Linked DNA regions of Mus musculus: all the other regions are linked to region 6. A link is a contact called in public Hi-C and promoter capture Hi-C data. All regions are on one chromosome and are shown on one strand. Each heading gives the region's core, a stretch centred on a gene start, on an enhancer-like site or on the middle of the called end of the contact. The rest is flanking DNA. Distances are from core to core; before and after follow the strand shown.

Evidence for each region. Promoter capture Hi-C pulls out the DNA fragments that hold promoters and counts their contacts. Hi-C and Micro-C count contacts between places; a contact is called where the count stands out from the background. Capture Hi-C pulls out chosen DNA fragments and counts their contacts.
Region 1: a contact with region 6 is called in a promoter capture Hi-C map of liver, with 3 times the contacts expected there. The contact joins the promoter of D930003E18Rik here to the promoter of Itgav in region 6. A contact is called at or near these places in 8 of 39 promoter capture datasets (the C10 cell line, HPC-7-derived erythroid cells, cranial neural crest and 3 more), 2 of 115 datasets of contacts at active chromatin or transcription factors (embryonic forebrain and extraembryonic endoderm stem cells) and 2 of 9 other capture datasets (adipose tissue and liver).
Region 2: a promoter capture Hi-C map of liver shows a contact between it and region 6, with 5 times the contacts expected there. The contact joins the promoter of Clp1 here to the promoter of Itgav in region 6. A contact is called at or near these places in 13 of 39 promoter capture datasets (the C10 cell line, the HPC-7 cell line, HPC-7-derived erythroid cells and 9 more), 4 of 484 Hi-C or Micro-C datasets (CD4 T cells, CD8 T cells, liver and 1 more), 6 of 115 datasets of contacts at active chromatin or transcription factors (bone marrow-derived macrophages, embryonic stem cells, kidney and 3 more) and 2 of 9 other capture datasets (adipose tissue and liver).
Region 3: a promoter capture Hi-C map of pre-B cells shows a contact between it and region 6, with 4 times the contacts expected there. The contact joins the promoter of Rtn4rl2 here to the promoter of Itgav in region 6. A contact is called at or near these places in 6 of 39 promoter capture datasets (the C10 cell line, cranial neural crest, neutrophils and 2 more), 1 of 484 Hi-C or Micro-C datasets (B cells) and 1 of 115 datasets of contacts at active chromatin or transcription factors (embryonic stem cells).
Region 4: a promoter capture Hi-C map of liver shows a contact between it and region 6, with 2.8 times the contacts expected there. The contact joins the promoter of Ube2l6 here to the promoter of Itgav in region 6. A contact is called at or near these places in 3 of 39 promoter capture datasets (liver, neutrophils and pre-B cells), 4 of 115 datasets of contacts at active chromatin or transcription factors (embryonic stem cells and large pre-B cells) and 1 of 9 other capture datasets (liver).
Region 5: a Hi-C map of B cells shows a contact between it and region 6, with 7 read pairs. The contact joins the enhancer-like site here to the promoter of Itgav in region 6. A contact is called at or near these places in 1 of 39 promoter capture datasets (pre-B cells) and 1 of 484 Hi-C or Micro-C datasets (B cells).
Region 7: a Hi-C map of B cells shows a contact between it and region 6, with 6 read pairs. The contact joins the promoter of Slc43a3 here to the promoter of Itgav in region 6. A contact is called at or near these places in 2 of 39 promoter capture datasets (HPC-7-derived erythroid cells and pre-B cells), 1 of 484 Hi-C or Micro-C datasets (B cells) and 1 of 115 datasets of contacts at active chromatin or transcription factors (fibro-adipogenic progenitors).

What each region holds. Positions count from the first base shown.
Region 1 is chr2:84,838,872-84,842,951 of GRCm38.p6, reverse strand. D930003E18Rik (RIKEN cDNA D930003E18 gene) reads left to right here and starts at 2,744. Exons shown (of 2, transcript NR_165656.1): 1 at 2,744-3,204; 2 at 3,299-4,080. It overlaps Slc43a1 (solute carrier family 43, member 1), which reads right to left and starts at 2,326. Exons shown (of 14, transcript NM_001083809.1): 1 at 1,947-2,326. The coding sequence starts at 2,178.
Region 2 is chr2:84,724,630-84,728,591 of GRCm38.p6, reverse strand. Clp1 (CLP1, cleavage and polyadenylation factor I subunit) reads left to right here and starts at 1,305. Exons shown (of 3, transcript NM_133840.3): 1 at 1,305-1,429; 2 at 2,436-3,063. The coding sequence starts at 2,458.
Region 3 is chr2:84,884,844-84,888,944 of GRCm38.p6, reverse strand. It overlaps Rtn4rl2 (reticulon 4 receptor-like 2), which reads left to right and starts at 2,253. Exons shown (of 3, transcript NM_199223.1): 1 at 2,253-2,283. The coding sequence starts at 2,253.
Region 4 is chr2:84,796,621-84,800,546 of GRCm38.p6, reverse strand. Ube2l6 (ubiquitin-conjugating enzyme E2L 6) reads right to left here and starts at 1,719. Exons shown (of 4, transcript NM_019949.2): 1 at 1,615-1,719. The coding sequence starts at 1,641.
Region 5 is chr2:84,962,109-84,966,322 of GRCm38.p6, reverse strand. No RefSeq gene overlaps it. Among named protein-coding and RNA genes, the nearest start is that of Prg2, 16 kb to the left of the region's middle. Within about 2 kb of position 2,107, at least 47 of the 459 cell types and tissues checked have an H3K27ac peak or open chromatin away from gene starts, as enhancers often do. A contact at or near this core is called in B cells, where this site is marked.
Region 6 is chr2:83,722,488-83,726,715 of GRCm38.p6, reverse strand. It overlaps Itgav (integrin alpha V), which reads right to left and starts at 2,319. Exons shown (of 30, transcript NM_008402.3): 1 at 1,797-2,319. The coding sequence starts at 1,981.
Region 7 is chr2:84,933,851-84,937,975 of GRCm38.p6, reverse strand. Slc43a3 (solute carrier family 43, member 3) reads right to left here and starts at 1,330. Exons shown (of 13, transcript NM_021398.3): 1 at 1,127-1,330; 2 at 107-453. The coding sequence starts at 290.

The sequences.
Region 1 (4,080 bases), core at 1,495-3,994, 1.1 Mb before region 6:
ACCTAAAAAAAAAAAAAATATTATGCTGAGTGAAAGAAATCAGCCACAAAAGACAAAATTCCGTTTATAGAAAACGTAAAAAAGAAAACATTCCAAATGGGTATAGCTGGTATTTGTCATAGCCAATCTCTGACAGAAAGCAGACAAGTGGTTGCCTAGAGAGAGAACAGAGAGCTGGTGTTGGTCATGGTACAGTGTGGCTTTTGGGGATACGTATATGCTCTAAAATTTGTGGGGATGAGTATAAAACACTGGATATTCTTGAAGCTACTATATTGTATGTTACAAATAAGAGACTTATACATATCCCAGGCCCTTAAAAGTTCTGGGGGGGGGGTGGAAATGTTGTAAATATTGACTTGTGATAATTACTAGAGTGTATATATTTATCAAACATCATCAAAATGTACAAGGTAAATCAATTTCTCCTAAAGAATTCTTAGTGAAAGCCTATTACCTCCAAGTACAGAAGACAGGGAGAAGCCACTGGATGGGTTATAGCAGACATCAAGGCCACCAGACAACAAAGGGATGGTGCTCTCTAGTCTCCAGAGAAAGCTCAGAGGGATTTGAATCTCCTGTGGGTGGGGGTCCCTAAGGACCCACCTGGTCCTCTCAACCATCCTGAAATGCAAGCCTATCATTCCATTTCAGACTTCTTCCTCAAGGAATCCACCCTGCCTTCCTAGGCCTCACACTAACTCCATCATCTCCAGCCCCAGCCCTCTGTAACTGGGGCCAGGCACCTGGGCTGAGTGCCATAGCTGGGTGCAACCCACTGCTTCCTTAGAGATAACTTCAGCAGGGGTGGGGCAGCCCCACAGTATAGCTGGAGCTGCAAGTAAGGATAGATATCAAGACCTCCTCACCTCCACCCTCAAGGAAATGGTTTTCCATCCTCCCACACTCACAGGCTAAGCAATGAGGCAACAGGTTGAGCTGAAGAGTCAGGAGAAGCCAGAAGGACATTCACATGTGTGTTGAGACTTAGTCATCCAGGGAACTGATGTTACTATTGTTTCTAGGTAATGGACACTCAATTTGCAAGGAACTCACTGGTTAAATGAGATGGAAGCCGGGATTCCAATCCCTGTTGGCCTTCTTTCCACAACAAGGATGTGGGGAAAGAGACAGGAGAGACATCAAACTGCACACCACACAGCCCCTTCACTGAGCACAACACTCTCCTTTCCAGAAAAGAAAAATATCCACCAAGTCCCAGTCACTAAGTGAGGCGCTCCCTCCCTGACGGACAGATGCAGACAGGCAGCCTCTGGCTGCACTAACTATTCTCAAAGAGTTTAGAATTCCCACTCCAGGTCCGGGTCACTTTACACAAGACCAAGGTGATTGGTGTGGAAAACAGAAACAAACGCTCCACAAATATCCATTCTAGAGGAAATAAGGCTTTTAACTTTGTACAAAAGGGATGATTTGTAGACCTGGGAACTCCAAGGTCCTGAAAAGACCAAGAGTATAGGTCCTTCACGTCCATTCTCCAGTTTGTGTACTTCTGTTTGATCTCATTAAGAACTCTCTGTGTATTGGTGATGTAGTTCAATGCTTGCTAGCACACACACACAAAAGACCTGTTTAACTTGAGCATTCCTTATCCAGGTAGGTGCAGAACTTCTAAGAGTCTACGGACTACTCTAGACAGAAGGTTGTCATAGGCAATCAGTCTCAGGATATGTATGCCTAGTGGGACTTTGGCTTTCACTCATCACTGAATCAGAGAATCCTGACAGAGTGGCACCTGAAGTTTGAAGAGATCATGAAGTGAGGCTGTCCAATTCCTAGCTGCCCAGTGTTCCGGTCTTGGGCAGCCCTGCTTTGTCGCTTTGTCTCTGCCTGACCACCTGTCCTTGTTTTCCAACTTCCTGCCTCCTCCTTCTACCGTCCCTCGCGGTCTTCACCTCCCACCCCCACACCCTTCTCAGATATACCTGGGCACAGGCTGGAATAGAAGCCTTCCTTCTTGAGCATGATCAGCAGGGAGGCCCAGCCCAGGAGCACCGCGGAGAAGAAGAGGTTCTCCACCACAGCGGTGCAAGCCATCCACCAGCGCCTGCGGTACGCCTGCTTCAGCGTGGGAGCCATGGTGGCCGAGACTCTGCAGAGAAACAGAGCGCTCAGAGAAGGGCTTCCTAGCGGCCCTTGGGAAGGGTACTCCATCATGGTGGCTCCTGAGACCCCTGGAGCCAAAGAGATGGAGCCTTCATGGAGGCCCCATAGAGCCCGGTGCTGCGGAGCTGGCTCCGCGCGCTCTGGCAGTGCCAGGAGCGAACGCGCCACTGGCCCGCAGGGCGCTATCAGGAACCAGAAAGGTCTGGTCTGAGCGAAGCAACTTCCTGGCGCGCTGCCGGGCTTGCCTACCCGAGCCAGGGCGCCCCGATCCCGCTCCAGGAGACAACCCCCCAAGTTCCCAAAGTCTCTCAAAGTCACCAAGGGGCACACCGTGCTCTGTAGCCACCTCTGGCCCACAGCTAGCCAGCCTCTAGGCACCAGATCGGATTCTCAGAAGCGAGCAGGAGGCGGAAAGGGAAGTCTGGGGCTACCCCGAGACCCTCTATTCTAGTTACGCCTTTCATTCTACTCCTCCTCTCCAGAGCCCGGGTAGAAAACTTCCTCCCGCCTGACACAGCCGGCGGCGCTCGTCCTGTCTCCTGGGCCAATCCCACGGCTGCCACGTGGAGGGAGACCCTGGGCGGGCCCCGTGGCGCCTCCGCGCGCCCCTCATTCCGCCGCGCGCCTGGGAACGCGCCAGCCCCTCTGTCCCTGGGAGGGGGCTTGGGCTCCGGCAGGAAGTCCGGTGCCTGCAGACTTTATAAGGACATACTTTATAAGGAGGCAGATGGGGTGGCCGGCGGGCGGGTGTGTTTACCAGAGGGAACGAAGAAACCCGAGCCCTCCAGGGCCGCGGTAGCCACCGCCAACAAGGGAGGCGATCTGACCCGGGGACCCGAAGCAAGACCCGGGCGAGCCTAGAGGAAATGATCAGGGGAAGAGCAAACAAGAAAGACGAAGAGAAAGAGACCCTTCTCTAGGGGGTGGCCCAGCCCCTCATCTGTGAAACGGGGCTTTTGAATCAGGGATCCCCGAGGTCCCATCCTATAATGACAACCGTGGTTCTAAACAGAGTGGAAGAGAAGAAGGGGAGAATGAAGGGGTCGGACAGAGGGAACAATGTGCCCAGAGACTCAGGTAACGGACGCTTCACAGGGACCTGCAAGTGTGGCTGGGTGACTTTGAGCTGCGCTAGCTGCTCACCTGTCCCCGACAAACTTGCCTCCCGCAGCTGTTGACACCCGGAGTAACACAGAGTCTCCCCGGCGCTTCCACACTCCGGATCTCCTGAGACCCAGGATCCCAATTCCAAATCGCATCCACGCGGGGTGTCTTCCCTGCGTGCCAGACCCAGCGGGCCTCGGAACCGCCGGTCTCACCTCGTCTGCGCCCTCGAAAGAAGCAGTGGATCTGGGAACCGTCCTGGCGCCACAGATAGGTGAAGCCGGGAAGCCAGGGCATGGACTACGCGATCTGCGGAGTTGATAGCTGTATTTACAGGCGTTGGGAGCAGCGCCCCAAGGTGGGGGCGGGGGTTCCCGTCCTTCCCCACCCCTTAGGTCGAGTTTCATGCACACGTGACTCGCCTGTTGGTCCCCAGATACTTTTCTTACCCAGTGCGCCCGGGGCGCCTAAATTTCCACTCTCGACCCCCAGCTTCTCTGTTGACCCCCTGAACTAACGTTTGACAGCATTCTCTACATCTTTGTTCAAAACAACCAAAAACTTGGCTGAAGTTAAACTGGATGCTGGAAAGGCTAGGGTGGGGTCTTGAACTGTGAAGTTGAAAAGGATTCTTTTCCAAAAGAGTCGGGAACTCTTTTGGAGTTTATATGCTCCAGTTAAGAGTCTGCATTTTGAAAGCTGTCTAGCCCGAGTTACCTTGGGCAACTTAATCTCTCAAAGCTTGTTTCCTTCTCTATAAATTTGGATAACAGCATTTGCCGGCCTGTCAAGAGGAGATAGAATTAGGATGCAGTAGTAATTAATGCTGGGTACACTTGACTTGGTGAG
Region 2 (3,962 bases), core at 56-2,555, 1.0 Mb before region 6:
ATTAGCCTAGTTTTCTCCTCAGATGAAATTGGAGATGTTATACCTACCTGGGTTTGTTGGGTATTTTTTTTTTTTTGTTTTTTTGTTTTTTTTTCGAGACAGGGTTTCTCTGTATAGCCCTGGTTGTCCTAGAACTCACTTTGTAGACCAGGCTGGCCTTGAACTCAGAAATCCGACTGCCTCTGCCTTCCAAGTGCTGGGATTAAAGGCGTGCGCCACCACTGCCCGGCTTGTTGGGTACAGTGACACAGACACCTGGAACTACTTTGAAAAATGTATAAACAGATATTATAGTCTCCCCAGTCTATAATAAAAACTTAAGGCTAACATCAGATACTTTCTATATTATAGGCATTGTGCTTAGCACATATGTCTCATCTAATCTTCAAAACAACTTTAGGAGGTTGAATACTGTTATTATTCCCATTTTATAGACAAGAGATGTCTCAGGGAAAGGGAGCCTGTCAGGCAGTAAAATAATATAAGTTTCCAAAGGCCATACTCATGAAGTGGATTATAGGCGTGGAACCAGTTAGCAGTGGTGTCAACGATTTTGAATAACTGTCAGATGTGCATAGAGAAACAGTTTAGAATCTGGCAGAAGTTGTTGGATAATGACTGATTCATAAGATAAACGAAAGAAATCATAGGACTTTTATTCTATATTTACTAAAGTAAAAAAATCAGCCTGGTTATTGGCTTAAGTCTGTAAATCCCAGAAGTCAGATCAGAGGCAGGAGAATCTCATGGAGTGCCAGGTTGGCACCTTGAGCATACAGAGGAGGTGGGGGTGGGGGCAGGGAGAGAGGGAGAATTACACTTTGTTTCTTCTATGTGCCAGTTCCGCATAGACTCAAATGGGTACTGCTTGACCTGATGTGTGTGTGTTCGCGTGCGCGTGCGCGTGTTTCTGCCACTTTCCAGCTGCCTGGGTCTCCGGCTTAGGCTAACTTCCCCACTTTTTGGCTTGTGGTCTAGTCGAGCAGAGCTCTGATCTAGACAGTGATGCAATGCCTCTCCCTTTCTGGTCGCCCTTAGCTTTCCTGGACAGCAGATAGGGAGAGACCCTATAACCACCTCCCTCCCGAGGGCGAACCAGCAACTTCTCCTCTCCGCCTCCGGTCGTCTTCCCACACAAAGTGACGGCGCTGCCCCGCCCACCTCCGCGGGTCACCGAACAATCCTTGAACTATATTTCCCAGAGGGCCAAGCGGCGACGCGCGCTCACTCACTCCAAACTACAGGTCCCAAGATGCATCACGCGATCGCGTCTTCTACTACTGCGCAATTGCGGAACCGCCTTTGCTTTCCGGCTAGTATTTAGGTGAACGTTATTCGTGGTTTGCTGAGGTCCGAGGTTTGCTGAGGTCGGAGGTTTCCAGAGGTCCCAGGTTTCTGTGAAGCTGGTTTTGAGTCCGTGCCCGTATAGGTAAGGCTTAAGGATCCCAATTACCTTTGAGAAGCCCCGGCAGATTTTGGTGTCGGAGCTAACTAGACCCAGAATTGTGGTTCAGAATTAGAAATAGTAATTTAAATTTCTTTGGTAGTTTGTTGTTTGTTTGTTGTTGTTATTTCGAGACAGGGTTTCTATGTGTAACCCTGGCTGTCCTGGAACTCAGAAATCCACCTGCCTCTGCCTCCGCCTTTCAAGTGCAAGGACTAAAAGGCGTGTGCCACCACTGCCCGGCAGTAGTTTCTAATTTACAATGTTTTGTTTTTCCAACTGTGGTCCTTGTTATTCCCGGCCCAGCACCGTTACAAGAGGACGTGTAAAAGCCCACCATATAGCAGCTGGGGAGTTGGTTCAGGTATTAAGTCGTTGGATTATAGTAAGTAACTACTAGTAGTCCCAGAGTTGGACATGCAACTGTTTTCTGAGTCTGCACCCAGTGTCCTGTTCTTTGCATACGATTCAGAGCTTGTTTCGTGTTGGCTAAGGGAGCTGGACAATGGGCATGTGTTACTTTGTTTTCCAATAGAGTGATGGAGGAAAGACTATGCAATTCAAATCTCCTGTTAGTTACATCGGTAGGTAGTTTTCTTTTTATGTCCTAGTCATTCACTCTTACTTTTTGTTGAGGTGTGTTACTATTCCACCTACCAGAGGCCCAGGAGCAAACAAAAATACCTTTACTGCTGGATAGTGGAGGCGCACGTGTTTAATCCCAGCACTTGGGAGGCAGAGGCAGGTGGATTTCTGAGTTCCAGGGCAGCCTGGTCTACAGAGCATTCCGGGACAGCTAGGGCTACACAGAGAAACAAACAAAACAAAACAAAACACCTTTAGCTTCTGGTTGTGGAGAGACTGGCTGTAAACAGTGAGTCTGGCAGCAATAAGAACTGCAGAAAAAGATAAAGGGACTAAACCAGTGGAAGATTTTTTTGAATAGTGGCCTGATGTGGTGATTTAATCAAATGTTTAATTTGGGTCCTAGGCACGTCAGCTTTACTGGAAAGATGAGCGAGGAATCCAATGATGACAAGAAGCCAACGACTAAGTTTGAACTAGAGCGAGAAACAGAGCTTCGATTTGAGGTGGAGGCCTCTCAATCGGTTCAGTTGGAGTTGTTGGCTGGCATGGCGGAGATCTTTGGCACAGAGCTGACCAGAAACAAGAAATTCACTTTTGATGCTGGTGCCAAGGTGGCTGTTTTCACTTGGCATGGCTGTTCTCTGCAGTTGAGTGGCCGGACTGAGGTGGCTTATGTCTCTAAGGACACCCCTATGTTGCTTTACCTCAACACTCATACAGCCTTGGAGCAGATGCGGAGGCAGGCAGAAAAGGAAGAAGAGAGAGGTCCCCGAGTGATGGTAGTAGGTCCTACTGATGTGGGCAAGTCCACTGTGTGTCGACTGCTACTCAACTACGCAGTGCGTTTGGGCCGCCGTCCTACTTACGTGGAGTTAGATGTAGGCCAGGGCTCTGTGTCCATCCCTGGTACCATGGGGGCCCTGTACATTGAGCGTCCAGCAGATGTGGAAGAAGGTTTCTCCATCCAGGCCCCTCTTGTGTATCATTTTGGCTCCACCACGCCTGGCACCAACATCAAGCTTTACAATAAGGTCAGAACTGGAATTTAAGAGGGGGTGGAGGGAAAAGTTACAATCAGGGTAGGAAGTAGGGAACTTTGTTACTTAGAACTGCAAAATTTTCCTTTTGAATATAATTGCCTTTCTTATTTTTATTTTTTGGTGTGGTATTACTGCCACCTGATTTCATAAGATCATTTTAACATAAGTCAGCTGTAGACTGCATAGCATCTTGTGGCATTATTCGTAGTAACTCATTATTAAGAGGTAAAACAGGAAGCAGGGGGCTTGGAGACATGGCTCAGCAGTTAAGAGTCTGGCATATGCTGGGCAGTGGTGGCTCACACCTTTAATTCCAGCACTTGGGAGGCAGAGGCAGGTGGATTTCTGAGATCGAGGCCAGCCTGGTCTATAGAGAGAGTTCTAGGACAGCCATGGCTACATGGAGAAATCCTGCCTTGAAAAACCAAAAAAAAAAAAAAAAAGGGGGGGGGTCTGGCATATACCTTTAATTTTAGCAGATTCAGAGGCAGTCCAGTCTCCATAGTGAATTCCAGGACATAGTAAGACCCTATTGCAAACAAAACAAAACCAAAATCAAAAACAGTACTACTCCTGTCAAGGGTCAGAGTTGACTTCCTAGCACCCATGTCATGCTATTCCCAGTTGCCTGTCACTCCAGTGCTAGGAGGATCTGATGCCTTAGGCCTCTGTGCACCTGCACTCATGTGCACAGGCAGACATACAGATACATAATAAAAAATAAAACACTGTAAAAAAGAAGCTTAAGTAACATAAAGTTAAATCCATGTTATGGGGTTAAAACCACAGTCATTAAAAACATCAATTTTGATGTTAATATATCAGTGGGTATTGTAGCTGATCCCTATAATCCTAGGACTTGGAAAGCTAAGATAGGACTTTCAGGAGTT
Region 3 (4,101 bases), core at 1,004-3,503, 1.2 Mb before region 6:
ACCTGGAAAAAGAGAAAAGCAGGAGAGAAAATTCAGGGACTGCCAAGCTGCGAGCCCCGGAAGCAACGTAAGATAGAACCACCAGGGGGCACTCCAGAATGAGGTGCAAGAGTCTGAGAGCAGCTACCACCACCAACATCGCAGCCCAGCCAAGAAACAAGATGAAAGGGAGGAAGGGAGTAGAGACAAAGAGGCGAGGAAACACATGCGGACTTGGAGAGGCCAAGAGGAGGCTGGGACTCTCTCTCTCTCTCTCTCTCTCTCTCTCTCTCTCTCTCTCTCTCTCTCCCCCCCCCCCTCTCTCTCTCTCTCTCTCTCACACACACACACACACACACACACACACACACACACATACACAGAGACAGAGAGAAAGAGAACCAATGAAGACAGAAGATATACTCATCTCATCTTTGGGGAGGAAAGGACAGAAACTAAAAGGCGGCGCACAAGAGAATAGAGATTAAAGATGGGGATCATAAAATATGAATAAGAGTTGGGGGAGAAAATGAGAGAAATCGAATGAGTACGAGAGAAGAATGGCAGATTATAAAAGGTGCGTGGAGTGAATGAGAAGAATGAGACTAGCATATATAAAGCGCCGACTGTATGCCGTGCACAGCGTTGGACCCAGGCACAGGTATGAAGAGGAGCCCGTGCCTGGACTAAGGGTTCCTCCGCTCCACTCGCAGGCAGGGTCCGACTGCATCCAGATGGCCCTGGCACCGCCGCCGTAGGCACCACTGCAGCAATCCCAACCCCGCGTGCGCCGCTTGGCGACAGTTCCCCAAGCGGCTCCCTTCATACGGGGGTTATCAAAAACCGTGTACTAGGCACCTTGGACTGACCAAGACTAGGGCGAAAGGCGTTGAGGCTTTTAAAATAAGGCGCTGAGGTCAGGGATTGGCTGACTCCGCCAGGATAGAGGCGTCTAGGGACCCTATGAGGCCCCTATCCGCCCCTTGGTAAGAAGAGGGTTAGAAGTTTTTGTGAACCAGCAGTCTGCTACCACTTTTGGATCCTCTTCTGCCCTCTGGCGAGAGATAAGAAATCATACCCTTTGGGACATATCACGTAAATACACGCGCGCACGCGCGCGCGTTCACACACGCACACAATTCGCACGCACGCTCAAACTTACACCCATTTGTAAAAAGCTTTAAGGTACATACAACACACCTGAACATTTATTCCCTTCTCCTCCCATCCCGAACTCGAGCGCGCAGAATTTCACACAGCCCTCGCGTGGCTCAACCAGAGCAGAAACCAGCGAGCACACACTAGTACTCCCGCCCTGGTCCTGGTTCCCGACAGGAATAAAAGGCCAGCACTCAGCTACACCTGCCCAAGCGTCTGCGCGCGCGAGCACGCGCACATACACTTGCTCACACGAACTCCTAGACACACTGGTCCTATAGCTATGCAAACCGCCCTGAGGGTCTAGGAAGAAAAGAAAACGTGACATTTTGCAGTCTTTAAGGGACGCAAACGATCGCGAAGGGCAGGGCAGGAGGAGGGGCGCTGAGTGGGAAACTGCTCTGAAACTGCATATCTTCTGGGAAAGTTGGGAAATCCTCACCCTGAACAAGTCAGGGGGTGGGGGTGGGGAGGGGACTTAACACTACTGCATGCGCGCGCGCGCGCGCACACACACACACACACACACACACACACACACACACACACACACCAAGAAGGGATTTCTCTAAAGGCATGGCGCCGCAGAGGCTACGGGAACACAGCCTTCCCGATCTCCCAAGGTTGGGAGGGGGCCGGAGACTGAGTGGTCTAGATGGAGAACTACTCCCTCCTCCTAGTAGCCAGCAAAGGGTTAAACCGGCAGGCCGGGAAGCGAGGGAGGAGCCAGCGAGTGCGGGAATGGGGGGGGGGGGGGAGCGCTTCTTCGCTGTCCCCACTCTCCCTCGGCGAGCAGCCGGGGCGCACGGACCGACCGACTAACCGACTCCCTGCGGGGCCGCGCTGCTGAAGGGGCGCGGACACCGGGTGTCCAGGGTCAACCCAGCCCTTTCCATCCCGTCGTGCCCCGCCCCGTCCCGTCGGGGCCGATGGCTCCTTCCGAGGCACGGAGTCCGGGGGGCGCAGGGTAGAACTCCGCAGCCCCGCTACGTAGCCCGGGACTCCCCGGGTCCTTACGGAGCCCCGCGGAGTCCCCGCCGTCTGTCCGGCGGGATAAGGGAGCGAGTGGGAGTGCCCTCCCCCCCGCCGCCCCCTCCCCCGATCGTCGAGACAAGATGCTGCCCGGGCTCCGGCGCCTGCTGCAAGGTAGGGACACCGGCCGGCGGGAGGACACTAGAGAGAGAGGCGCCCCTCTCCTTGGGCACGAGGGTGGGGCAGTGAAGGGGGTGGGGTGGGTAGGGAGCAAAAAACCGCTTAGCGCGGGAGCGGCGCCTCCGCCCCCAGAGCTGCCAGCCGCAGGAGGGCACTGGGCTTGGAGCCTGCGGGAATGTGCGGGGAGCTCGTGACCAAGGGGGGACGCGGAGGGCAGACCGAGCTGGCTGGGAGGAGGAGAAAGAGGCTCAGGTTCTGTTGTCCCGGCTCCACCTGCTCCGGGGGGACGCTGAGGACTCGGGCCGGCTGGGGAAGCGCCGACTCAGCAACTCCTCGTGCCCGGTGTCTCAGCACTTTCCAGTCACCTGGGAAGACAAGCCATGTGGGTAGGGGTCTGCCTGGGAATGAAGGGGGTAGAGAGAGATTCCCCAATGGCCCTGCCTAGTCGCATAGATGGAGGGGCTAAAAGGAGGCTAGTTCCGAGCACTGAGTGACAGCCAAGGGTGTGGGCTGGAGACTGGGGGCGGGGAGGGTAGGGGTCGGAGGGAGGAGGGGAGTCAGGATGAGAAAAGTGTCTAGGGAGGTGGGGGTGAGAAAGAGGAGGTGGGGGGCGGGATAAAGGAGGGGTAGGAGGAGGCATAAAGGTTAGACGACCAGAAACTGGGGTCCAGGGGAAGACCAAGGAAGAGGGAGGAGAGGGTGACCAGTTCAGGAGAGAGGTGTACAGGGGCATAAAAAGCTAGAGGGGAGCGGGGGGGGGGGGGGAGATAACCGGAAGGGTGAGGACTGGGGCTCTAGGAGATTGGAATGGAAAGGGGATGGGAGGACTAGAAACCAGCGGAAGCTAGTGAGGAAGGATAGATGTAAGACTCAGACACCAGGAAAATGGTCACCAGGGGTGGGGGCCGGGATCCCTACGCGGTAGAGTGATTTGAGACGGATTAGGATGTCAACAGAAGCCAGAGAAGGAGATGGAAGAGAAGCGATGGTGCCCAGGGAGTAGACAAAGAGGCTCTGGTAACCACTTCCACGTGGGAAGCTCTCCATTCCAAAGCGCCTGCCTGGTATAGCCCTTCTCTCAGGAGTAGCTGCTGGGCTAGTCCAAAGGACCCTGAGCTCGGGGTCTGGGTTAGAGCTGAGGGAAGGAGCGTGAGCACTTTGTGTGTGGGGGTGGGGGGCAGCCTCCTTGGGGTGGGTACCTGGGCTGCCTCAGCGCTGCCATTTATATCTCCAAGCCCCGACGTCGGATCCTGCCGCCCCACAGTAGCTGCTTATTTTGGGGTGTTACATTCTGGCAGAGTGAGAAGCTGTTTGCAGCAGCTTTAAAGCCTCCAGTCACCTGCATCGGTGCCTCCTCAGGCCCCTGCGTCACTGGTATGCCATCGCCCCCCTGCCACTCCCAAGGCCCCCCACCTCCTCACCCTCTGCCCCCTCAGCATCTGCCTGGCAGGCCCCTGGCTCTTCTCTGAGGCAGCGTTTGAGGTGTGCAGATGGTGCTTGTATTTAGGACCCAGCACCTTCTTTCTACAACTAGAGGCCTGTCTACTTTTACTGGGACATCTCTGCCCTATTATGGTGCACCCTGGTTCCTGCCTTGGACACTGCCCCCCACCCCTTCCTCCTCAAGTTTCTTATTCCCAGGGGCCTCTGGCCTAACGGCTGGCACAAGCTGAGAACTTTATCTCAGATCCTGGGTACTCCAAGGTCTGGCAGCCCTTGGGCTTTGACCATGATCCCTTGGTGAATGGATCCTTTTGGCTCTGGGTACCTTAGCCTTCCGGGGATCAATATCATGTTGTAGTCTCTCTCCAC
Region 4 (3,926 bases), core at 470-2,969, 1.1 Mb before region 6:
GTCACCTGACTTAGGAGAAATGAAAGTGAAGGCAAACAGGCAGGAAAAGCCCTGTGAGTTAGACTCTTATCAGTCTGGGCTCAAATTCCAGCCCCATTACTTCTGCAGAATATCACTGGCCAGCCACGTTACTCTCCCTGATGTCTCAGTTTCCTCTTCCATGAAATGGGAAGACACAGTTATCTCACAGTTGTTCTAAGAGTTAAATAAAACAAACTGCCTGGTGCTGACAATTCCGGAGCAACAAAAGCCAGTCTACCTTTTAGCGTTGAGGTAGCAAATTACCCTTTGCCCCATTTAGTACCAGCCTAAAACCAACAAAGTTTAGTTCTGTTTTGGGTCTGCTCTGGACTTCTCCATCTCAAAAGAATTTTCTTTTTGAAAGATGAGGCCAGCTGGGTGGCACACGCCTTTAATCCCAGCACTGGGGAGGCAGAGGCAGGCGGATTTCTGAGTTCGAGGCCAGCCTGGTCTACAAAGTGAGTTCCAGGACAGCCAGGGAAACCCTGTCTCGGAAAGAAAGAAGGAAAGAAAGAAAGAAAGAAAGAAAGAAAGAAAGAAAGAAAGAAAGAAAGAAAGAAAGAAAGAAAGAAAGGGAGAGAGAGAGAGAGAGAGAGAGAGAGAGAGAGAGAGAGAGAGAGAGAGAGAGAAACATGAGGCCAGCAACCATCCCTTCTGTCTCCTGAGGAAGCCTTCCCCTCAATTCTGCAGACTAGAGGAGCACTTCGGGGAGACTCAAAGCCTAGCGGTACCAGCCCTGGCTCACGAGCATTTCTCCTCCACGATCTCTAATCCTGGCTCCATTCAGCGGTCTAGACATTCCTAAGGAAACTGCCCTTTTTTCATTCTTTCAGATAGTACCAAATAGTGTCTCATAGAAATGAACGTTCAAACGGAACAAGATTTCTGTTCCTTTTCTGCTCCTGCTGCCTGGCACTGGGCTAGTACAAAGTAGGCGTTTAGTAGCTGGAGCAGGACTGCATACAAATAACCTACTCAGAGCATAAATTGTTACTTCTCATCCAGGAACTAGTCTGTACGTTTTATTTCACGGTCTGTCCATTCACCACCCCACCGCCCAACATCACTCTTCTGTGGCCTCGGGTAATGTAGGTATCAAATTATGGGTGTATCCACTAGGCGGAGCAACAGAGCCCTTCCTGTGCCTTAGATAAGTTCCACTAATAAATTTCCAGCAGAAATTGAAAATGAAACCAGTTTGGAAAGCCCAATACATTGGAAACCATTTGGAAAGACCAGTTCATTCTCGTGGCCAGTACAGCTGATGACAACTTTTTTTGAAGCTGATGACAACTTTTTTTTCCAGACCTTCTCAATCAGGCCCCCTCCCTTCCTCCTCTCTTTCTCCCTCCTTCTCGCGCGCGCGCGCGCGCACACACACACACACACACACACACACACACACACCGCGCCTTTCTCCTCCCATTTCTCCATTGGGAAAAGGTGAGGATACCTGAGTTTCAGCCAGCCCTGGTACCCAAATAACAAAAAAAGCTCAGAGAGCAAGGGGGCAGGGGAGGGTTAGGGCAGGGCGGAAAGGTTAGGGCAGGGCGGGAAGGGGCACAAGGAAAGGGTCATCCTACATAGGCTTACTTTCGCCACTCGCTTGCTGGCCATCATCTCGGGTTGGAGCGTGGGGCACCAGCAGATTCCAGCAGGACACCGCTCTCTGAACTGCAGCTCCCGAGCCCCGCCCACGCTCCACTCCACCCACACCGACTCTAGCTGCAAAGACCTGCTCCCCACCCCTTTGGTGGATATCTGGAGGCTGCAGTCGAGTGCCCAGCTTGGCGATCTCGTATCTCAGCAACTCATGCTCCTTGCAGATCAGAGACTACGTCGGTGGAGCGCACTGCTCCTCTTGGTTCCTGCATCTTGCGGGGTACATCTCGTAGAAGCCAGGATGGGATTCATCTCCAGCCTCTGTCAGCTCCCCGGACGCTGAGAGCAAACTCGCCCAAAGCACAGATGAGATACTCTTGATGCAAAGTAGCTCCGGGGCAGGGCTCTCTGCGACCTCCGCAATGGAATTGTGAACCTACCACCTCTAAAGAAAGTCTCAGAATCCTGGGCCAAGTCACTTTGCCTTTGTGGGTTCAGTGCTCCGTTCTAAAAGAGAGTGGGGGGGGGGGGGTCAGTATAGACTTTATGTCCTCCGAGGACCGCTCCCTGAGTGGTACAGTCCAGCAGATGGGCAGAAACGCAGCGATGCTTCTTTTAGGTTGCTTGGTGCCCGAGCACCACTAGAGGACGCTGTTGGACTCATTCGCTTTTATTTTGGGCGTTCTGTGTTTTACTCTACTGAACACATAGAAAGTGTCTGCTGTGTGGCAATTTGGGAAAACGATGGGTGGCTGAAGCCTCGAGATAGATTTCAGGAGCCTATTATATTTTATCACCAACTGATTACAAACTATGGAACTACTGTGTGTCCAAATGAACAGCCAAGAAGTCTCTAGCCCTCTGCGCAAGAGTAAAGACCCCCCTCATCCCAGCTCAAGTCGAGGCCAAGGTGTAATAGCAGCCCCCAGCCTCTGGAAGAAGTTCTAGAGTTAGAAGGGAATCCACCTACCTGCCTCACCCATTCCAGCCCAGAAATTAGCATATTTTGAAGCCCAAGATTTTGACCCAGTAGGTCACATGATTTTTATTTTCCTGTCCAGGAACCAAATATCTGCTCTGCTTACATATAGGATGTGCTTGAAAAATGATTCTGGGGCTGGAGAGATGGCTCAGCAGTTAAGAGCATTGACTGCTATTACAGAGGTACTGAATTCAAATCCCAGTAACCACATGGTGGCTCACAACCATCTGAAATGAGATCTGACGCCCTCTTCTGGTGTGTCTGAAGACAGCTACAGTGTACTTACATATAGTAAATAAAGTAAATCTTGAAAAAGAAAAAAAGATTCTGGGTTCTTTTTTCAGTTCAATAACTTTAACCAGATACCTTCTAAATGCCAGCAATAAGCAGGACACCATCAGCAATCCCTAAATATAGTTTGGAGATAAGGGCATTTGAACCCATTTCTGGTTAGTAGTCTTAGTTAACACCAAGTGCCAGGTACTATCGATGGAACACATCAGATGGAGAAATTGTGGTGTTTGTCCTCTGAGGGGCTCTCAAGCAGTTGAAACACAGAGAGAAAATTTCCCTTCAGTATTTTTTACTTATTTATTTATTTATTTATTTATTTTCTATATATGAATAAATTGTAGCTATCTTCAGACACACCAGAAGAGGGCACCAGATCTCATTACAGATGGTTGTGAGCCACCATGTGGTTGCTGGGAATTGAACTTAGGACCTCTGGAAGAGCAGTCAGTGCTCTTAACAATTGAGCCATCTCTCCAGCCCCAGTATTTTTTTTTTAAATACCATTTTGTGTTGTTCAGATTGGTCTTAAACTTGATATGCAGCTAACAATGGCCTTTAATTTTTTAAAAATCATTTAATTTAATTTTATGTGTATGGATTCCTGCCTGCATATATATCTGTTAACTACCTGCATGCCTAGCAGAAGCAAATGAGAGCATTAGATCTTCTGGAACTGGGGCTAGAGACAGTCATCAGTCACCATGTGGGTGCTGGGAATTGAACCCAAGTCCTCTGGTCCTCTGGAAGATCAACAAGTGCACCTCCCCACTGAGCCATCTCACCAGCTGAACCTTTAATTTCAGGATTCTTATGCCTCCGTCTCATACCCTAAGACATGGGATCATGGATGTGCACTGCTTTATCAAGTGTTGTGCAGTGCTGAGGATTGAACCCAGGGTTTTGTGCACGCTAGACAAACACTCTACCAACTGAGCTGCATCTTCAGCCCAGAAAAATGTCCATTCAAGATCTGTGTTATACCTAAGCCTTTGTTCTTGCCCAAGCTATGGCATGGGTTATGCTTGTG
Region 5 (4,214 bases), core at 858-3,357, 1.2 Mb before region 6:
AAGGAATATTATCTCTAAGTCAGAGACAAAAAGAGCAAGGCTCAGCACCTAAGTGTCAGAGCTGACTTTGAGTCCAGAGCCCAAACTCATCTTCACGGCAGTGAACAGCAAAAGCTCTCATGTCGACTCTTTAATGTGAGGTTGTGGCAGCCTATATAAGAAGCACTAAAAACATACTTTTAATATTCCTGGCTCTGCCCCTTACAACCTACACCACATCAGCAGTGCCCTTGCCTCCTAGTCTCCTTCTGCCCGTCTATGAGTTACAGATGACTACCTCCTGGGACTGCTTTAGAAACAAACATGGTGCCATTAACTACAGACCTACTGTGTGCTGGGGCCAAGCATGTTCATGGGTGTCTCCACTGACCTTCACCACTCAGTGAGTAGGCAGAGTAAGTCTAACCATGAATGGAGTAGTATGTCTAACCATGAATGGAGTAGTATAATAGCCTTGCAAGGGCTAGAACTCTTGCCAGGACCTCCACTAACAATCCGACATGGCAGACTCATTCCAGGAATAAAGAAAGTGAGGCCAGAAAGACTGATGCTGTCATCCCCATTCCACCTGCTTGCAAATGGCAGAGCTTAGGAAAGAATTCTAACTCAACTGTCACTCACAAGGAGACATTCAAGGGCTGTTTTGCTTGTTCGTTTTGGCAGTGTTTGCTGCATTGTGTAGCTCAAGATGACCTCGACCTTGTGACCCTTCACCCTTCACCTCTTGTGCTAGGGTTACAATCCAGTGCTGTCATTTTCATCCAGCCTGAGTATCTTTTACATACAAGTTTATCACCTTGTGGATCAAGTCAGTTGCTCCCACTGAGGGTCTGACAGATACTCATTTGGAATTGTAATTCTGTGCTTGCCAGCTGCAGGCTCAGAGCTATGACTGTTTCTGTGTGAAAACTCAGAGTAGGTAACCGATAGGGAAAGATGGAGAAATCGGAGCCAGAAGGTGAAGGACCTGCAGGAGATAACGATGGGTAGGGTAGAACTTACTCAGAGGAAGAGATCGAACTATGTCACACTTAAGTGGAGCATACCTTTGTAAGGTGATTTTTGCATCCTTCATGAAAACGCGGTGTGTCATTAATTATGGACCTACTGTGTGGCAGGGCCAGCATATTCATAGGGAGCCCCACTGATTCTCATTCCTCACTGAGTAGGCATGATAACCTCCATTCTCAAGCATAAAGGAGAAAAAACAAAAACAAAAAAACCAGATGGCTGTCTAACTCTCAAGGACACCTGGCCGGAGGACGTGAGAACAGCTCTCTCCTCTCCACCCCCTGGGCTCCAGAGAAATCAAGAGCCCTCTCCCAAGTACTGATATTTCTGTGCATTTGAATTTTCCACATTGACTGCTGGAGAAACAAACATGACACACACAAAAATGAATATGAAGATTGATATTTTCATTGACTTTAGCTTAAGGTTTTGGATAATGAGGGAGTCTGTTGTTTCCTTTTGCATTTTGAAGTTTTCCCATCGCAAGCAGTGGGGCAGAGTGTGCTCTACTTCACTGGGCAGAAACAACCCTGAGCTAAGGCTCACAGGGTGGTTTTCCACCTCAACCTAAGGTGGTGGCTTTCCAGACTCCAGCAGGACTTAAATGTCCTCTCTCTGCTCTTCCCTTGTCACCGCAAGAACATCTGGAGCCATGATCAACACACCTGTGGCCAGGCAGGTGGTCTGTGTACGGTGTGCCAAGTCTCCTCTGAACAGCTGGAGGTTTCCTGTGACGCTTCATCTTTATGTTACAGTTAAAAGAAATGCTAGGGTTAAAACAAATGTGAAAGGTGGGTAGGTGCCAAGCCTAGCAGTCTAAGTTTGATCCCCACAAGGTAGGAAGAAAGAGCCAACCAACAGATGGAAGAAGAGAACCTACCTCCGGAGTTACCTCACGTGCACATTGTAACCCGTGCCCCTCCCCCACACAATAAATAAGTAAACATGTAATTTTAAAACTGAGTGTTAGGTCAGAGCAACAGGGTCAGAAAGAGCAGACCGGGGAATATTTAAATTAGAAGATCTGCACCTGGGTATGAGCTATGCAAGCTAACTAGATAGCAGGAAGGAAGAAAAAAAAGTGTGGTCTTGGCAGGTTTCAGCCTGACAATTCTAACCAAATCCTTCTCTGGGGAGTGTGCACAAGGCACCAGTACTCTTTCACCTAGTAAAGTTAACTTTATGGGTGGCTGCACCTAACTGTTGTCAGGCATCTGGGTGAAACAGACTGAACTGTGTGTAAACGTCTAGGACAGGTGCCCATTCTAGGGAGGCCACCGTCCCCAGAGCTTCCTAAGGAAGCTTTGCATGGAGTTAAGGATGTGGTGGAAAGAAGGGAAGGCAAAGAGAGACAGAAGACTGAGACTTGTGAGTGTGTGCAGATGCTAGGGGCAGCCTTTGCTACCGTTCCTTGAGCCTCTGTCTCCTGCTAAAAAGCCATCTTCCCCACTTTTTCACTCTCCCCGTGCCTCAGTGTGGATTCTTCTCCCTTGAGGAAGGTGTAGAGGTTAGCATCAGCCAGATGCCAAGAAGCCTCAGCTCCTTGTCCACAGCTCCTCAGCTCCAGGACAGATTCCTGTTGTCATTCTACAGTGAAGAAATGGAGGGTGCCATGCACCACAGCCCCAGAACTCCAAGATTCCAATGCCAGAGCCTAAGGCAAATTGAGTCTTTAATTCCCATAATTTCTTTCTCATTCTTGTGGCAAAACTTACCAGAATTTTTATCTCCCCTATATCTGGGGAATGTGAACTGTGGTGTGAGAAAGGGTTTGTCCCCACAACCCCCACACTGCTGCCCCCAAGGTCACTGCTGAAACCTGCAACGCCTAGAGTCTTTCTCACACACACATTGGACCCAGGAAACAAACTGTTATGGGAGACATGAACAAATGTTTGGGGTTAGAAAACAGAACTTAAAACCTCTGGGATGGGATCTGGTATGGGTGGCCATAATCCAGGACGTTAAGACCATGCTAGTGTGTGAGCCTCACTGTGGGAAGCCACACAGGCTGCTTGTATGCCCAGAAGCAAAGAGGTCCCATCTGTGAGCTCTTTATCGGTCAACAAAACACAGGAACAGGCTTTGAAGTGGACAGAAATGTCATAGCAACGATGAATGTTAAAGGGAGGGCCTCTTACTGTCTCCTGAGAAGGGAGCTTAAAAAAAAAAGAAAGAAAGAAAGCCACATGGCTCGTCTGCCCAAAGCACTGAATCTGGGGAAGAGTGTTGTCAGTACTGTGGCATTGACATGCAGTACCTTCAGCTGAATAAATTAGCATCAGATAATCAATGAGGATTAAGGGATGCACATCGGGTCATGACAGGAACCATGAGCCAGAGGCAGCATGGTGAAACCATGCACCAGACCAGAAGTGAAATAAAAGTTTAAACTGTTTGTTTATTTGATTGTTTGTGTACATGTGGGGCATGAAACTGTAGAGGTCATAGGACAACTCACAACAGTCCTTTCCCTCCTCCTACCATGTGGGTCCCCCAAGAATCAAACCCCAGTCATCAGGCTCGGCATCAAGTGCCTTACCCACTGAGCAGGCTCATCATTCACAACAATTTTAATAATGAGCAGACATTCTCCCCCTCGGTGTGTGTGTGTGTGTGTGTGTGTGTGTGTGTGTGTGTGTGTGTGTGAGAGAGAGAGAAAGAGAGAGAGAGAGAGAGAGAGAGAGAGAGAGAAAGAGAGACAGAGAGAGACAAAGAGACAGAGAGACAGACAGAGACAGAGACAGAGTTGTTCCTGAGAGGGAATAGGGCTCTTTGATAGTAGTTAAGAATAGAACTCAAGGGCTGGAGAGTGATTAAGAGCACTGACTGCTCTTCCAGAGGTCCTCAATTCCCAGCAACCACATGGTGGCTCACAACCATCTGTAATGTGATCCAATGCCCTCTTCTGGTGTGACTGAGGACAGCTACAGTGCACTCACATACATAAAATAAATAAGTAAATCTTTGGGGGAAAAAAGAATAGAATTCAAGAGGCAGCTTTCTATTTTGTTACAGAGTAAATCTCATAATACCCCGTCCTACTCGGAGACCATTTGAGGTGAGGCACCAGGGGTCAGTAGGAGTCAGGCTCTGATTGCCTGAATAAGTTATTACAAGTCCCTGGGATCTGACTGCTAGAAAGTTTCCTTTTTATTTTTGGTCCTTTTATTTGGGGACTTTTTGTCTCTATACATCACTCT
Region 6 (4,228 bases), core at 1,070-3,569:
TGCAAAACACTCCATCAACTCTGAAGTATTTAACTGCTAATTCCTGTAAGGCAGAGAATATATTTTCAGTCAGAAAAATTTCTGTATAATTTAATCTAAAAGATACACCCAGGGGGCAAGTGCAGTGGCCATGATGTAAAAAGCATACAATTAAAAAAATACATGGAGCCGGGTGTGGTGGTGCACGTCTTTAATCCCAGCACTCGGGAAGCAGAGGCAGGCGCATTTCTGAGTTCGAGGCCAGCCTGGTCTACAAAGTGAGTTCCAGGATGGCCAGAGCTATACAGAGAAACCCTGTCTCGAAAAACCAAAAACAAACAAACAAACAAAAAATACATGGAAAGGAGAAACTTTTAAACAGTGAGCTAACTAAAGCGGTCTGATAGAGTGGATGTGGCTGTAGCTCAGAGGTATATTACAGACTCAGCAGCCTGGGCCCCTGAGTAGAACCCCAAGCTCTACTCTATCCATACAAAGAGATCATTCGCATGGCGGGAGTGGTTAAATGTCTGCAATTGGTGCTTCTGTGGTTTTTTGGTTTTGTTTTTGTTTTTTTGGAGAGTGTGAGCTCAGGTCTAACAGAAAGCACTGACAATGTGAATCAAACCGTGCTCTACATAAACAATGTCGATTTTTGCCAACCCCACCCAAGCTACAGGTTGCTTTAAGGACTGGTTCCTATGATACTCATCAGTGTTCAGGAAAACGGTGACAAACCCTGGAGGCTGCCCCAACTACCTCAGACAAATACTTAGGTCACCTTCAAATGAACCTTGTATCACCTACCCATCAAAATTATGCCTTGCACCTCCCCAAAACTAAATTGGGGGGGGAGTTGGGGGTTTGTGGTAAAAAAAAAATATGTTGTTACCCCAAGGGGTACACTAAGAAGTAACTAAAGAAACCGTTTCTTTGGAAATACAATGTAATAGACATGAAAAACATCAATTTAATCGGGGTTTCCTACACTAGTAGGGATGAGAATGATGCCAGCGTTGAGTCAAAGACAACTTTAATCCAAAAACACGACATTAGCCGTCACAAATCCTCAGGAACTTTGCAACACGGGACGTGAGTAATTTGAAAGCCTACGTGACCTGCTGTATTCTTCAGCATTGAAGTGACCTGCAGAGAGTGAAAACTCAGCAAACACCCTCGCTCTGTCTGAACAATGACCTAAATAGTGGACTAGAAAGGAGCAGATGACGCATTCCATTCATCTGGTGGACCTTAAACGCGCAAAGGTCTCATAGTCCTTTACAAATTAATACAACAATTTGGTCACTTTAGTCATCGGAGTGTCTAGAAGAGGAGTGGGAAAAAAACCGAGAGAGAGAGAGAGAGAGAGCGAGAGAGAGAGAATCAGACGAAGGAAGAGCTAATTTCAGAAAGCAAAAAGCACTAGGAAGAGGCTAACTGGTTGATACGGAAGAAAAAAATTCTGGGGCCAAGTGAAGCAAGTTACGGAATGACAAGAGATGGCCAAAAGTCTCGCAGGACAAGCCTGTACAGATGTCTCACTTTTCCTGGATGCTTAACAGAGCTCCTTCAAAGCTCTCTCGCACTGTCCCCAGCCAATCAGAAGAAGTTGGGGACACGGTGAAACTGGATGCTGAGTGTCAGGTTAGGTCATCCCCACAAAAGTTTCATCCATGCCAGACCTGGGCCAGCCGCGGCATGGAGAGAGTAGGCGGGTTTGGGGCCGGGAGGACCCTGGAGCCAGCGGCTGGGTGCGGATCCGCTGAGGGTGCGCGGTGGGGGAGGGGGCGCCTGGGGACTCGAGCGCGGCCACTTACGAGGACGTGCTGGGCTCGAAGAAGTCCACGGCGAATCCGAAGTAACTTCCCTCGGGACCCGCATACTCGGCGGGACTTTCGACGTCCAGGTTGAAGGCGTCGGCGAGGGGCAGCAGGAGACCCGGCAGCAGCAGCAGGAGGCCGCCGGGGCGAGGGCGTAGCAGCAGGCGCCCGGGAGCAGCCATCGCCGGGGCGCGCGCGGGGCGCAGAGCCGAAAGACTTCAGTCCCTGTCCCGGTGCTCGGTGGCCGCGGCCCGCCGCCTGCGCGCCCCCGAACTGCCGAGCTGTGCTGTGCGCTTGCGGTCAAGGGCGGCGGGGCGGCCGGGCGGCGCGAAGCTGAGCCGGGCGGCACCCAGGAGGAGCGGTGTCCGACCCGGGACTCCGGCTCTGTCGCTGGCTCGCGCGGTGCCTGGCGCTGAGAAGTGGCGGGGCGAGCACAGTACCTCGGAACCGTGAGCAGCCCGGACTGGGGGAGGAGGCCGGGGAGGAGGAGGAGCCGGCCAGGCCGGGCCGCCCCGCCGAAAGAGGAAGTCGCGCTCACGGTGGCCTCCCACAGGAGAAGGCCGGGCGCACTTCCGTGCGCGCTGGCGGCCGGTCCTCCGAGGCTGTCCCGGGACTGCGGCCCAGATCCAAAGGACCAGGGGGGCAGTGGCAGCGCGCCTCCAGCCGAAGCCCTGCAAGCCGGGGACTGGCTGCAATCAAAAGAAAAAGAACCAGGCACACCCCGTTCCCTGGTTCCTCCAGGCACTTCTGAGGGACTTTTGTTTAAGAATGCGGAAAGCTTTATCCGCTTCTCTTACTTCTGCCACTTAGCCCGGCAGGCGCTCACCAACAGAACTCTGTAATTATATGCCATTTCCCTCCCCTTCCATCCTCCACACACTGAACTTAATTATAAACTCCCAGAGGGCTAGCACAGCTCCTCCCGGATGCGGTGTGTGGAACTGGATCTCACTGGCTGACAAAAACGTTGCAAGGCAAAGTTTAGGTGATGAGCCTCTCAAATCCACCCAGAAGACTTCAAGCCTGTGCTTGGATCTTCTCTTTTCTTTCTTTTACTTCCTTTCCTTTTTTCTTTTCTGTTTCTTGCTTTCCAGTTCCAATTCTTCTTCTGGCCTCTGTGTGTATCAGGCATGTACGTGGGTCACACCCATACACACAAAATAAGTCTTTTTTGTTTTGTTTTGGTTTTTTTTGGTTTTTTTTTGTTTGTTTTTGTAAATTTGCTCAGTATTCCTGTGTTCTATGTATATCAAGTGCTAAACAATTTGATGAATGGGCCGGGAGTGGTGATCCATGCTTTTAATGTGGTGGCAAATGCTTTTAATCCTAGCACCATGAAGTGAGAAGCAGGAGGATCTGGTCTGTGTAGCAAATTCCAGGCTGGCCAGGCCTACAGGTAAGACCTTGTCTCAGAAGGGAGGAGGAAGAGGAAGAGGAGGAGCAAGATAAGAAGGAAGAGGAGGAAGAGGAGAAGGGTGAGACGAAGAAAGAAGAAGGAATGAAGAATTTGGTCAATAGGATAAAATGATTAAATATAAATGCATTGCTTAGGCCTTGCATACTTCCAAGTAAAGTAGTGGAGAATTTGAACTATTTTCCCAAAACAGTTATTAAAAATCAGTCCCAGACTAAGCACAGAGGCAGTAGGCCCCCCTGAGCCCAGTCAACATAAGAAGATCCCTGTCTCACACAGCAGAAAAAACACCTCAGTGTCAGCATGCATTCATCTCATAACATAAGTAATCATGTGTGGGGGTGTGGATAGCCTTAGTTGGGTTAAGCAAGTTGATTTTTAAAATGTAAAAAATAAGCAGCAAAACTGTTGGGAGATCTTATCAGCCACAGGCTAATACCTATGTAAAAGCCACCTCAGAGACAGGAAATCCTGTGTGGATACTTATACACAAGACCCTGTGGTTGCTCTTTCATTCCTTGTCACCATTTGGGATCAGAATGTGGGGTTTAAGAGGCAGACAATGATTCGTGGAGAGCAAGAATGTTCTGTGCACTCCCTGTGTTCTCTGCATCTCTTTCTGAAAACCATGCTGCCGGCCAGTCGGGTACCCTCAGGTCTAGAGACTAAAGACAAGTCTGGGATTTTCAGTTTCTCATTCAGATGGTCATCACACACAATTTTTGAAAGAAATCGTGCCTTTTACTGGATGGAAATGAAAAACTACGGCATTTTCTTACATGATAACTACTTGAGATTTGTTCTTAACATGTGAATAAACTGCACAGCTTATTCTAACTATAGCCATTTAAAATCCCACCTTAATACAGTTCTTTAACCACAAAAATTCCAAGTCTGGAAGTTATTCTTTGTGCTTCTTCCACAAATGAACAATCTAACTAGGACTTAAACACAGAAAGTTGAACATTTCTACTACGCTTACAATTTGCTAACAAAATATTTTGCTTCTTTCTTT
Region 7 (4,125 bases), core at 81-2,580, 1.2 Mb before region 6:
CATGGAAAGGCTGGCAGGGTGGGTAAAGCACAGAGACCTTCCTATTCTTTCCCAACTCCCAGGAACCAAGCACAGCTTCCTATGAAAAAGCCATCTTTGTCCTTACCAGAAGGCCCTGTTACATTGCTCTGGAGCAAGCAGTCCTGTTCACAGGGCTCTGAAAAGTAGTTTTCTGCTTTGAACACAAACAACAGTGAAGTCCAGCCAAAGAGGACACCAGCAAAACCGATGCATTCCAAGAGTCCAGTCAACAAGGTGGCCAAGTAAAGGGGCAAGCCCTTGCTTGCCATGGTCTGAGGTGAAGTGAGTCCACAAATCCTGTCCTGAGCTTCAGAGAGGACCACTGGTAGTGATGTGTGGGAAATTCCTTTGGCAAGCTCTCGACTTCAATGAGCCCTCTTGTTCCAGCTGTCTCTGGGTTGAGCAAGAAACGCCATGGAATAACCATGGAGCCTGGAAAATGAGGCAGAAGTAGCCTGGTACAGGAAGCTTGGGAAAAAGACACCGAGGGAAAGGGGTCCTCAGGAGAAAGGCCGTGAGGATTTGGAAAATAAAAACTTTCATACATGACCAGCGAATGCGGTTGAGCCATAGAATGTTATCTAGAATTCATTCCCAAACATGGAAAAACAAAAACAACGCCCACGCACCCCCAACACCCACCCCCCGCCAAAATACCGTCCATACATCCTTTCATTCACAGAACCCGCGAAACTACCCATGGGTAAGAAGATAAGGCAGGTCTCAATGGCAACACATGCCACATAGGAAAAAAAACACACACACACACACACATCCTGCCTAATGTTTGGGGACATCACAAGCAGAGGTAGGAGCTCCCCTCCCACCCCCCCAGAACCCCCGACTTGAAAGCCTGAATACAGTCCACCAGAGGAGCAGCCACCCTGAGCCATTCGAAGGCCTGACAAATAAATGTTCGGTCTACAGCGGGAACTCTTCAGTGCGGCAAAAACAAAAACTTCCGAAGGTTTTCTGAACTTGCCCCAAGGTCTCACGGCTACTTGGTCACTATGAAAAATATCCCAACAAGAGCCTTGTCTCGGACCACAATTCCCATCCCCCACCCCCACCCACCCTCCCGCTGCCTCTACCGACAGTCACTAACTTCCACCAGGCAAGAGGTCGCGCTCCAGCCGGCAGCAACTCTCTCCCGGATCTCTGTCGCCGCAGCCTCGCCGCCACCAGGCTACCGCCTTCCACTACCCTCCGCCCAGAGCCTCCCTGTCGAGCTTTGCCCGGCTCGGCTCTGCTCTGCTCAGCCAGACCCAGCCCAGCTCGGCCAGACCCGGCCAGTATCCTTCCAGTCCTACCCGCGATGGGCCGGTTTCCCGCTCTCATGGCCCCTCCTAGTCCTCTGCCTCAGGTTGGCCGCCTCCTGCTTGTCTCCTCCAGTAAGAGCTTGGGACCCTCCCCTGTCTCCACCACTTCCTTCTTTGCAATTTGCTAAACACATGAAACTCAAGAAGAATGAAGACTGAAGTGTGGACACTATGCCCCTCCTTAGAAGTGGGAACAAAACACCCATGGAAGGAGTTACAGAGACAAAGTTTGGAGCTGAGATGAAAGGATGGACCATGTAGAGACTGCCATATCCAGGGATCCAACCCATAATCAGCATCCAAACGCTGACACCATTGCATACACTAGCAAGATTTTATCAAAAGGACCCAGATGTAGCTGTCTCTTGTGAGACTATGCCGGGGCCTAGCAAACACAGAAGTGGATGCTCACAGTCAGCTAATGGATGGATCACAGGGCTCCCAATGGAGGAGCTAGAGAAAGTACCCAAGGAGCTAAAGGGATCTGCAACCCTATAGGTGGAACAACATTATGAACTAACCAGTAACCCGGAGCTCTTGACTCTAGCTGCATATGTATCAAAAGATGGCCTAGTCGGCCATCACTGGAAAGAGAGGCCCATTGGACACGCAAACTGTATATGCCCCAGTACAGGGGAACGCCAGGGCCAAAAAAATGGGAATGGGTGGGTAGGGAAGTGGGGGGAGGGTATGGGGGACTTTTGGGATAGCATTGGAAATGTAATTGAGGAAAATATGTAATAAAAAAAATAAATAATAAAAAAAAAAAGAAAATAGCTGGCATAACCTGAGGCAAGGGAACAAGTTATCTCCTCCAAACATCACTTACATATACCAGAGACTGGGATTTCCTCAGACAAAGCTTTTAAGCGACATTTGCCAACTTGTAAAATAAAAGAGTCTCTTTCAAAAAAAAAAAAGCCGGGTGTGGTGGCACACACCTTTAATCCCACCCAGGAGGCAGAGGCAGTCGGATTTCTGAGTTCAAGGCCAGCCTAGTCTACAAAGTGAGTTCCAGGACAGCCAAGGCTATACAGAGAAACCCTGTCTGGAAAAACCAAAAAACAAACAAACAAACAAACAAAAACTGTCAATTGGTTGGGTGCAAATATCTGCATCTGACTCTTTCAGCTGCTTGGTTGGGTCTTTCAGAGGGCAGTCGGAGGGTGGATAAAATCTGGAGTTTAAAATTAATTTAATTAATTAATTAAAAAAAAAAAACTCTTCTTTTTTCCTATCCCAACAGTTGTCTAGGATTCAGACAGGGTCTTTTTTGCTCTCTTTTGACTGACTTTAAGCTTTAGGTAATCCTGCCTCAGCTGCCCTAACTAAGCTTGTTTTAACACAGTTCCAGGCGCTGGGCCAGACATAGGGATCAAAAGCAACTGCATGTGGATGCCATTGTGTTTCCGCATTACCTTGCCCCCTCGGGTGGGCACCATACAAACTGTTTCCCACTTGCTCATCACTCGCTCCCCACCTCACGTTTATCCCCAGAGCTGCCAAGAAAACCCCACCATAAAAATCATGAAGCTGGAATCAGGACAGAGGTGCTTATCAGGAACCATCACTGGAGGGGGCCTTGCCTTTCCCCTCTAAGGATCCTTTTCACTGTTCCCCCCGCCCCTGCTGAAACCCCCAGCCCAGGCTCCGAGAGAGCCTTCCTGCCAGACTGCATTGATTAACTATTCATTCACCATCCCATTTTTTATTAATCAAAGACATTTATAATTGCCCATCGGAGCTTGTGATCAGCATGAAATAGCTGGCCTAACCAGCTGTGCTGCTCTCCAGCCCAGAGCAAATGAGCCAATGTCTTCCTTGCCTGAACCACAGTTCTCCTTGGAGAGAGAGCTGCCTTTTTGCATTAGATGCCCAGCTTCCTGGCTCGGCCCTCTTTCTACAGGGAGATGGTGGGAAGGCAAGCACCAGGAAGTGAGGTCCCGATCACCACCCAAACAAAGTATCAAAAAAGACTATTCAAGTGACTTACTGCAGAGGGAGAGACCACAGACCCACTAGCTGCCCCACTAAAACGGGTTCAAAGCACCTTAGTTATAGGAGCTGTCCTCAAAGTGAAGTCCACCTGGAGCGGATTCAGCAGGCTAGGTGAGATTTCCAATTTGTAGTTATCTGGGCCAGAGAGGGAGTTTAGTGGAGAATCCTGAAAGGACTTTGCCCCAAGATCATGCCTCACAGCCCAAACTGCCAACTCCCAAACCTCTGCTCTTAACTGCTCTTAACTTCTCCAGTCTTAACACCAGATATTGAGACATTGCAGAAAACATGTCCTTTCTTTAGAAATTAAAAAGTAAATTAAATTAGAAAGGGGGGAGGGTGACGATGGGGAACTAAAAATACAAGACGAGACAAAAGGGAAACACAGAGCCAGATTTTCCGTTTTCCTGCAAGTCACTGCTGTGCATGCAAGCCCAGCCTCAGCCCCGGGCTCATGTGTTGCTCTCCTGAGGACCTGGTGGATAAGGAACTGGAAAGAGCAAAGGAAGAAGAGAAAAGGTCAAAGCCAAGATAAAGAGAATTTAGAATGCAAATCAGCAGGAGCAGTCAGGAGAGTACAGCTCTGGAGCCGCCAGAGCGCAGGACTCAGGATAAGCCAGCCTAGACTTAAGTAGCTCCTCTCTCCCAAGTGGTAGGATCCTCACCCTATACCCCACTTGACTGCAGAAGGCACTGCCTCTAGTAACAGGACAGGCCTATGGACACTGTCAAGTGCAAATCTTAGACTATACTAAGTCCTTAGTCCTATGGGGGTTTTTTTCACATT